Regions from separate parts of the Mus musculus genome. Here region 2 is linked to region 1. The links are chromatin contacts, called in public promoter capture Hi-C maps. All regions are on one chromosome and are shown on one strand. The core of a region is the stretch at or near the end of the contact, and the rest is flanking DNA. Distances in the headings are between cores, read along the strand shown. Region 1 holds the start of Kif14 (kinesin family member 14). Region 2 holds the start of Aspm (abnormal spindle microtubule assembly).

Region 1 (4,616 bases), core at 476-2,975:
TTGGAACTTGTTTCGCAAACCAGCCTGGCTTCAAATCCAAAGATCCACCTGCCTCCTCCTCCCAAATGCTGGGATTAAAAGTGTGCACAATCCTGCCTGGCTCGGTTTCTAAAAGAGGTATGTGTTTGTGTGTGTATGCCTATATATGGGTATAAAATATAGATTTTAATTTTGTATTCTATTATAAAAATAACCAGTATAACTACAATCAAAGCCTAAACACTGGTGGGCTGAAGATGTGGCTCAATTATATCTACCTACATGGGGTCTTGGGTTCAATTCCCCGTACCAAGAGAAAATGCCAATGACTTTAAAGACACTGGCTTTCTAGAAGCAGAGTCTTACAGACACATAATGACATGGAATTCTCGGCCTGAGAGCTAACACGCCGGACGTACCTTTTGCTGAAAGGCCTCACGCGCACCGCCACGGTCACCTGACTGTTCTCTACTTTTAAGGAGTCTGGCTCTGTAAAGGTCTTCTGAACTAGACTGTTTTCTTCTGGAGGGAGTGTGCTTTCTCGTGAGCTTTCCCTTTTATTTGCAAAAAGAGAACTTTTGGGCCTCGGTTTAACTCGAGGGCTTGCAATCCTGTTTTTCAGTGTGGATAAAGCTGGGCTTTTCGGTGGAGGCAGGTCATGCCTTGGTGTCCATCTGTGTTCTGGGACACATTTTACCGGGGTCCTCGATTCTGAGCTCGCGCTTCTGAATGTACTGCCATGTTTCGGGATGTCCTTCCCATTGTTTTTCGGTGTGGATAAAGCTGGGCTTTTCGGTGGAGGCGGGTCATGCCTTGGTGTCCATCTGTGTTCTAAAACACATTTCACTGGGGTTCTTGTATCTGAGCTTCCAAATGTACCGACTTGTTTAGCAGTGTCCTTGCCAGCATTCCCACGGTGTGAGTTTCTTCCTCCTGACACTGGGGTATCAGACTTGCTCTCGGTCAGTTGCACCACTAAGTGTCCTGATCTCATAGCTTCAGTCTGACGCTGGGAACCCACAGGCGCTCTACTGTTTGTGTCCTTAACTGTCACCTTTTCATTAGAGGCACCAACGGGAGGACCTGGGTCTTTGCATCTCGTCAACCCGGTGTCGTTGGAGTCTTTCACGGAGACGACAGACGACAGGACACGGGTATCATTATTTACACCCTTTGCTTCTGTCCTCGATGCCTGGGAGGCAGAGTCACTTCCTGGGTTACCTCCCACAGGATTCAATGTCTCCCACTTTCCCACATAATCCGCTCTACCGTGCCGCCGTTGTAACCTAAGACTTGTGTCTGCTGTTCTTCTGTTTCCCAACTCACTTCCAAGTAAAGACGACTCTCTGTCCCCACAAGTAGCCCTTCTCTGGAGGCTCAGTCTCCGGGGGTCAGAGGTAACAGGAGTCTCTCTTGTTTTTTTACAGGCAGAGATAACATAAGTGCTATTTATGTCGATGGTTTTACTTCCAGCATTCACGAATGGATCATGATTCTCACACTCTGACATATCTGCCTTCAAGTGCAGTTCCAGCCGGCTGCTGTGGACGAGGCCACTGGATGCTGAAATCTTCTGTGAAGAAGAAACCTCCAGGCTTCCGATGTTGTGTCTGCTATGCGAAGTGTGTACTGACATCTTGGCAGCAAGCGATTTTTAAGAGGATGTGAAGGATCTAAGCCCTTCAGATCCTTGTCGGGGTGCTGGGCATTTTGTTCTTTTCAGTTTCCAACAAAATATCTGGCCGACTACAAAAAATGAAAAATAAAACGGTTACTACAAACTTTAAAAAGAGAGAGATCTTCCTACTACAGAAGCAAACTCTCAGAGGATGCATTGGACTAAACCACTTCCCACTGCACCTCCACACAGCCTCCTACAATCTCCACCCTCGAAGGACTTCACTTGTTATTCAACAAATATCTACTGAGGGTTCCCTTAGGAGCAAGGCACCCACAGACACTGCAGACTTCAAAGACAGGACCTCCCCATCCTTATTTCCTCAGCTTAGAAGGAGCTTACAGGTGACCTTAATCTCAACAAAGTGATTCAAGAAAGGTCAACACCTGTATGTCAGCATACTTTAAGTGCCCCCAGCTTGGAATCATAGCATCTAGTCTGATTAGTCTGCAGCAAAGTAGGTTTCTGAACACTTGTCAATGTATCCTAAATACAAGAATGCCTACAGAGGAGTTTAACACGATGTCACAAAGGAGGCTACTCTTAAGAAAGTACCACAGACATTATACACTACAAACTGCGTGTGTAGCCAGGTGTGATGGTCCGTGCCTGTGATCCCAGCCTTAGAGAGGCCGAGGTGAGAGACTGGAACTTTCAAGGCCAGCCTGACACTGTCACCGATGCCCACACCCCCTCAAGTTAGACAACTACACTATCTGTCACTTCTTCATTATACAACAAACTAGACAGGCATGCGTTTACACACATATAGGTAAATATAGGCCAACAATATCTGCCAGGCATTATCTAAAACAGAACAGTGCAAATGCCACTCTTCGTCATGCTCCTTAAATGGACGTAAACAACTCTTTAAAATTGAATTCCTGAGTCTACCTTACAAAATGTCACTGATTCAAACTATTTGGACATTGTTACAATCAAGGAACAAATTACCAGAAGCTCATTTTTAAAAGTTTGACAAAGAGACATTGTAGGAAGAAAGAAAGAGTTCGAGTATAAGCATCTCCCGCTAAACTTTCAGTGAAAATACAGAACCCTCCCAATATGAGGTGAAATTAGGGACAATATATCTTTGTCTTAGAAACTAAAAGCCATTTGCTCTTTGCATAGATCAACATGATTTTTGTTTGCAGAATTTCGGCCATCAGATCTCCAAGAGGACTGGAAGGAAGACAAGAGAAGTCGGTCACGACCACAGGCCGAGGCTCCTGGCGACTCTGGCAGTCTTGCCAGGCTGTGACAGTGTACCTGGACCCCTCCAGTTCGCCGCTCCACGCTCCGCGGCGCTGTTCTCGGCTTCCGGGTGGACAGAGCGACGCCCCGCGCCCCTTGCCCGGGACCCTCGGACTAAAGGGGACCGAGCCGCACCACCCACCCAAGCACCCCGGCCTGCTGGGCAAACACCGCAACGCTCTCAGCCCACCGGCTCGCTGGGCGAGCAACCTCAGCGCTCTCAGCTCGGAGGCGCTTCCCACTCCTAAGACCTCGACACTCACCATTCCCGGCACAGGCTCCCGTGGCTGCGGCAATTTGAATGCGCGCCTCGCTTCCTGATTGGTCGCTGGGCGTAGCGTCAAGCGCCGCGCCTTCACTCCTCCCCATCCCCGGAAGTGCAGCTTCTACCGCGAGACACACCCCGCCCTATCTCCTAGGTGACGGCCCGCCCCTCCTCTGGGCGGAATTGGAGCTCAGAGCTTGGAGCTGGGCGGTACCACCAAAGGGGCGGGCACTCACCTGAAGGGTTTTCAGGAGAAGCGACAGTGCCTCATCTATCCGATCCTTTACACGACGATCTGTAGGGAATGACCATGTGCCCCCACGTTAATTATAATAACACTCTGGTATTTCATACTCAAGTCGTTACGTGATGTCGTGGACTAAGTGTTCAGATGAATTAAAGTTTTGTTTTTTAATCCTGAATATTTTAATCAAGTATTAATGTTATGCCAGTCTGTTAATAAACTTGTGAATGATCTGACAAGTAGCAAGTGGTGTGGCTGGAAGTCCAAAGCTGTTGCGGTAAAGGTTACAATAACATTCTGAAACCTGAAAAAAGGTAATCACTAAAACCAAAGAATGATTCTAGCCAAATATTTTTCCAAATTAACAGTATGGAGATAATGGAAATGTATTCTGTAAGAGAGAAAAGGAACCCAGAAGTGCTTTAACTATATGAAAAATTACACGATAAAGTCAGTTTTTAAGATAATTTTTATTCCTTGACAATTTTTTTCTTATTGTTTTATGTATGCATAGGGTGTTTTGCTTGCAAGTAAGTCTGTACACCGTGTGTGTGTGTGTGTGTGTGTGTGTGTGTGTGTGTGTGTGTTTTCCTGATGTCCACAGAGAGCAGAAAAAGTTTTAGGGCATCCATGGAATTGAAGGGTGCTAAGAATTGAACCCAAGTCCTCTGGAAGAGCAAGCAAAGTGCTCTTAAACTGCTCAGTCATCTCTCCAGCTCTCATTCTTTTTTTAAAAAATATTTATTTATTTTATGTATGTGAGTACAGTGTTGTTATCTTCAGACACTCCAGAAGAGGGCATCAGATCTCATTACAGATAGTTGTGAACCACCATGTAGTTGCTGGGAGTTGAACTCAACCTCTAGAAGAGCAGAGGGTGCTCTTAACCACTGAGCCACCTCTCTAGCCCCCAGCCCCCATTCTTTTTTTTTTTTAAGGAATGTTTTTTTTTTAAAGATTTATTTATTTATTATATGTAAGTACACTGTAGCTGTCTTCAGACACTCCAGAAGAGGGAGTCAGATCTTGTTACGGATGGTTGTGAGCCACCATGTGGTTGCTGGGATTTGAGCTCCGGACCTTCAGAAGAGCAGTTGGGTGCTCTTACCCATTGAGCCATCTCACCAGCCCATCAGCCCCCATTCTTAAATTCCTAAAAATCTTAAAATCTACTTAGAGGGAAATTCACACCCGAC
Region 2 (4,179 bases), core at 382-2,881, 3.0 Mb before region 1:
GTGTGTGCTTTGACAAGGTTAAGACTAAGACGTCATGTGTGCTGGAATGAAACATGTTTAGGTGAAAAGGATACGCTCTTCTGGAAAAGTAGAAATCCTAGCTTTTTAGGCCAGCTGATTAACACTAAGAACAGACTTTCCCCTCTACAAGCCAGGATTTATCCTTTAAAAGATATCTATAGACAGAAATCCAGGCAGTTGTTCATCAAAGGGAAGGGCAATGGTTTCTTAAGTGTTGGGATTCCCGATGATGCAACCAACCAACCTTTCCCTGAGGACGATCCTTACTAGTTAGTAGGCGGTGTGTGCAGGCTCCCTCAGCTAACTGTTTCCACAGCTTTAGAGATTCTACTCATTGAAAAGTAATCCAGTCAGAATGAAACACCTCTTAAGACTACAAGAATAGCAAAAGGAAAAAAAAAAAAAAAGAGTAAAATACAAAGGTTGCCTACACATCACATGTAAGGGTTTGGACTGGATATTTAAACAAAATAGTTTTTTTTTTCATTATCACAATAGAAATGTAGTTCCACTGAGTCCAAACATAAGAAAAACAAATGCATATTAAAATGGCTGAAAAGAAGCAATTAGAAAAGTTTCATCAATGTACTCCTCCTGTCTCAAAACAGGGAAATGTTAAAGTATATCATCTTTAGATACTCAAACATATTTTGCAACGCCTGCCAAACGTCTATTTAAAACGCTTATCTGTTTAACAGAAACTCTCTGAAATGCTTCTAGGGATGGCAGGTGCACGCGCTTTTAATCATCATTCCAAGCGAGTTACTGCCCACTTTTTCCAAACTGCAAGACACCAAAGCCCGTCAACTGAGTTGACGTGGTGCTGGGGTCTTCCTCTCTAGTAGTCCCACTTCTGCAGAGGGTGTTCCCGGGGTCAAGAAGGAGAGTAGATTTGGTGTTGGGTCTAGCTCTTTTCCAGCCTCGCCTAGGCAGAGGGAGCCCCACCCACTTTCCCATCCCTGGTCAAGTCCCGGAGCTGACAAGGTCTTGGGGTCCTGTTGTATCCCTGCCCTACCCTGCAAGGAGAGCGTCCCAAGATCAAAACAGTACACCGACTTGGTCTCGGAGTCCCATTATCTCCTAGCCCCACCGTGAAGACTAGGAGCTGATTCAGATCTTCTCAGAGTTTCTTACTATATCCCAAGGTGACGCCACGGGGACGTGCCCCTCGCACCCACCTTCAGCTCGCAGCGGTTCGGCGCCACGCTGAAGCCCTGGCCTGCGGCGCGCAGCAGCGACAGCTCCACCTGCAGAGGTTCCTCGTGCGGGTTGTGCAGGACCAGAGACCGCGTCCGCGACGTGCCCACGCGGACATCCCCGAAGCAGAGGAAGGGAACGCCGCAGAAGTGGCTGAGCAACAGCACCGGCGGAGACGGGTCCCCGGCCTCAGGATCTGGTCGCGCCCGCCGCCCCCTCTCCTCTGGGCAGGAGGCTGCCTGCATCGTCGCCATGGCAGCCACCCGTACCGGGCAGTCAGGTACCCGCTGTCCGGCTCCCGCCGGCTTCCCGGAAGCCAACGACCAGGACAAGGACAAAGATCAAAAAGCCAAAAAGATCCCCTAAACTCCCGGGAAAGTAGCCCAGCCGCTTTTGCTCGGTTCAAATATCGCGCCTCCACCAATGGGAGCTCCCGGAACCTCCTCGCTACAGCACCAACCAGCGAGGAGAAACCCGCCCACATCACTAAAAAGAGCCAATGAGCGAACGAAAGCGCCTGGCCAATGAGGAAGCGGCGCCTTGTTTAAACGATGGTGGGGTTGTCAGGGTTACCTGGGGCAAAAACAAAACAGGGCAGCAAATTTCCCCGACTCTACGAGCCGGTCAATTAGAACGGAAATTAGCCTTGGTGTTTTAAACACTTTGCGGGGAAGAAAAGGGTATCATAACTGTCCAACCCACGGCTGCATGCGGTCCTGAATAGCTGAGTGCAACTTGTGAACAAGTTCCTGGAAAGAAGTGGCATCTTCAACTGGTTCCTAGGCAAGGCTGCGTGATATGAACATCAGTGATGGTGGAGGGGTTAGAATGCTGGCGGCCAAGCACTATAAACAATTACTGGGGAACACAACTAGCTAGTCTTAATAGCCATGTCGTGCTATCCTTCTTAAGTTACCTAATGTCTTTGTGACCATTGTGTAAAATAGTTGTATGGAGAAATACAGCACTGGTTTCCAACCAACCAAAAATGAGTACTGCCAGCATCTGAGGCTATACCAGGGTTCCCTATTGCCTTAGCACACGTCTAATGTTTCTCCTATGTATTTGAAAAGTGCCTCTAATTGGCTTTGTTTTGTTTTGTTTTGTTTTTCCCGAGACAGGGTTTCTCTGTATAGCGCTGACTGTCCTGGAACTCACTCTGTAGACCAGGCTGTCCTGGAACTCAGAAATCCGCCTGCCTCTGCCTCCCAAGTGCTGGGATTAAAGGCGTGCACTACCACGTCCGGTTGCCTCTAAGTATTGTAAAAACAACAACAAAACAAAAACAAGACCATCATTGACTTGTTACGACCTTGGAACATCGAACTTGGAATAAATTATATCTGTGTCCATTGGCCATGGTCTTTCATATGTGACCTCTGAATAAACACTCTCTTAAACGGGACCAGGCTGAGTTTTCATTTTGTGCCTACAAACAATGCTGTACAGTTAATGTGATTTCTTTTTAGTAACTTGTGTGGTTTACCAACATTGTGTCACTATGTCAGAAAGTTCCACAGTGATTGTCACACATTACCAGTTAGCCAAGAAATATTTATATAAACCAAGTCTTCCTATCTGACATGTCTGTTCAGAACTAACCACCTTTATACGTTTCCTTGGCTGACCAGAGATGTAATGAGCTGGTAGCATGTTGTTGGGCTGTTTTGTGTTTTTTAGACATGATCTCTCTTTGTGATTATAACCAATAGTGATGGCACATTGAAGACTGGAACAGAAATGGAGCTTGTTAGGTTGGGGTGAGATCCTGTAGAGTTATTAACATTTTACAGCAAGCCTTCCCCCCAAAACCAGAACGAAGAATTGCAGAAATGAGGGGAGGGGGAGGAATGCCCACTTTTAGTATTTTATAGGATATAGTTTTTCAGTAATAGAATTTTGCTACACTTTAAAATTCCCCAAAAGCAATATGACTACTTCAAAGTTATCTCTATCTAATACTTGAAAATATATATAAAAAAATTAAGGCCGATTCAACTATGTATTTAATATATATTTAAGATATTTTAAATAATTTGTAATTTATTAAAATCATGTTTCAAAACGTTCCCAAGATACTTGGTTTTGCCTTTGTTCATCATTTTTACGTTTTATATAGAGACTTGCAGAACATTGTGACCCCACGCTGAAAGTGTAATGTGAAAAGAACCTGGGTGTGCTTTACTAGGACCAAAGAACTGTTTATTTTAAATATCAAAATAACATAAGGAACTAATTTAATATGCAAGACCTCATCTACTCCTCACAAGGAACTGAATTTTTGCTATACATTTATATTTAAGGAACACGAGACAAACAAAATATCTACTAAACTTAAGACATTTGTCATACAGTGAAAAATAATGAATTTTGATATTTTAGATTTTCCTTTGTAATTGCTTTTAAAACTGTCCTTAATTAAAAACAAAGATTCTGATTAGAGACAGAAAACAAAAGCATTTCTATTTCAATATATACCATTTCTCCCTTAAATAGAACAGTTATGACAGAACACAGAGCAGCTAAACACCTAGCTTTTGGCAATCACCCTCATCAACTGTTAATAGTTACAAGGAGAAAAGTCGGATTGTTAAAAGGATAAAGTTCAGTAATCACACCACAGTACATTATTCAACTTTATACAAGCAGGAATATCAAACAGAGAGGCATAGTGACAATGAGATGTACACATGCTCTTCATTCAAGAGACGTTTCAGAATCTCCGGCAGTAATGCAAATTTTGAAATTGCTTAGCTTTACTTGAGAATTCAGAAGGTTTTCATCTTTAAGTAACATTTGTTCTCCAAATAACATCTTTAAATTCTCTTTAAATAAGTGGCTTGGGGATCTTTCAAAGATCACAGACTTAAGACCAATATACAGTAAGTTAAAACACGAATAAGTCGAACGTAAGCACACCCTCCTTGCCAAATCACCGTCTTCTCATCTCCCACACAATCA

The links. Promoter capture Hi-C pulls out the DNA fragments that hold promoters and counts their contacts.
Region 2: a contact with region 1 is called in a promoter capture Hi-C map of erythroid cells, with 12 times the contacts expected there. The contact joins the promoter of Aspm here to the promoter of Kif14 in region 1. A contact is called at or near these places in 2 of 39 promoter capture datasets (erythroid cells and pre-B cells), 1 of 115 datasets of contacts at active chromatin or transcription factors (astrocytes) and 1 of 9 other capture datasets (liver).

The regions. Positions count from the first base shown.
Region 1 is chr1:136,464,957-136,469,572 of GRCm38.p6, reverse strand. It overlaps Kif14 (kinesin family member 14), which reads right to left and starts at 1,725. Exons shown (of 29, transcript NM_001287179.2): 1 at 399-1,725. The coding sequence starts at 1,615.
Region 2 is chr1:139,452,225-139,456,403 of GRCm38.p6, reverse strand. Aspm (abnormal spindle microtubule assembly) reads right to left here and starts at 1,631. Exons shown (of 28, transcript NM_009791.4): 1 at 1,200-1,631. The coding sequence starts at 1,472. Zbtb41 (zinc finger and BTB domain containing 41) reads right to left here. Exons shown (of 11, transcript NM_172643.5): 11 at 3,397-4,179.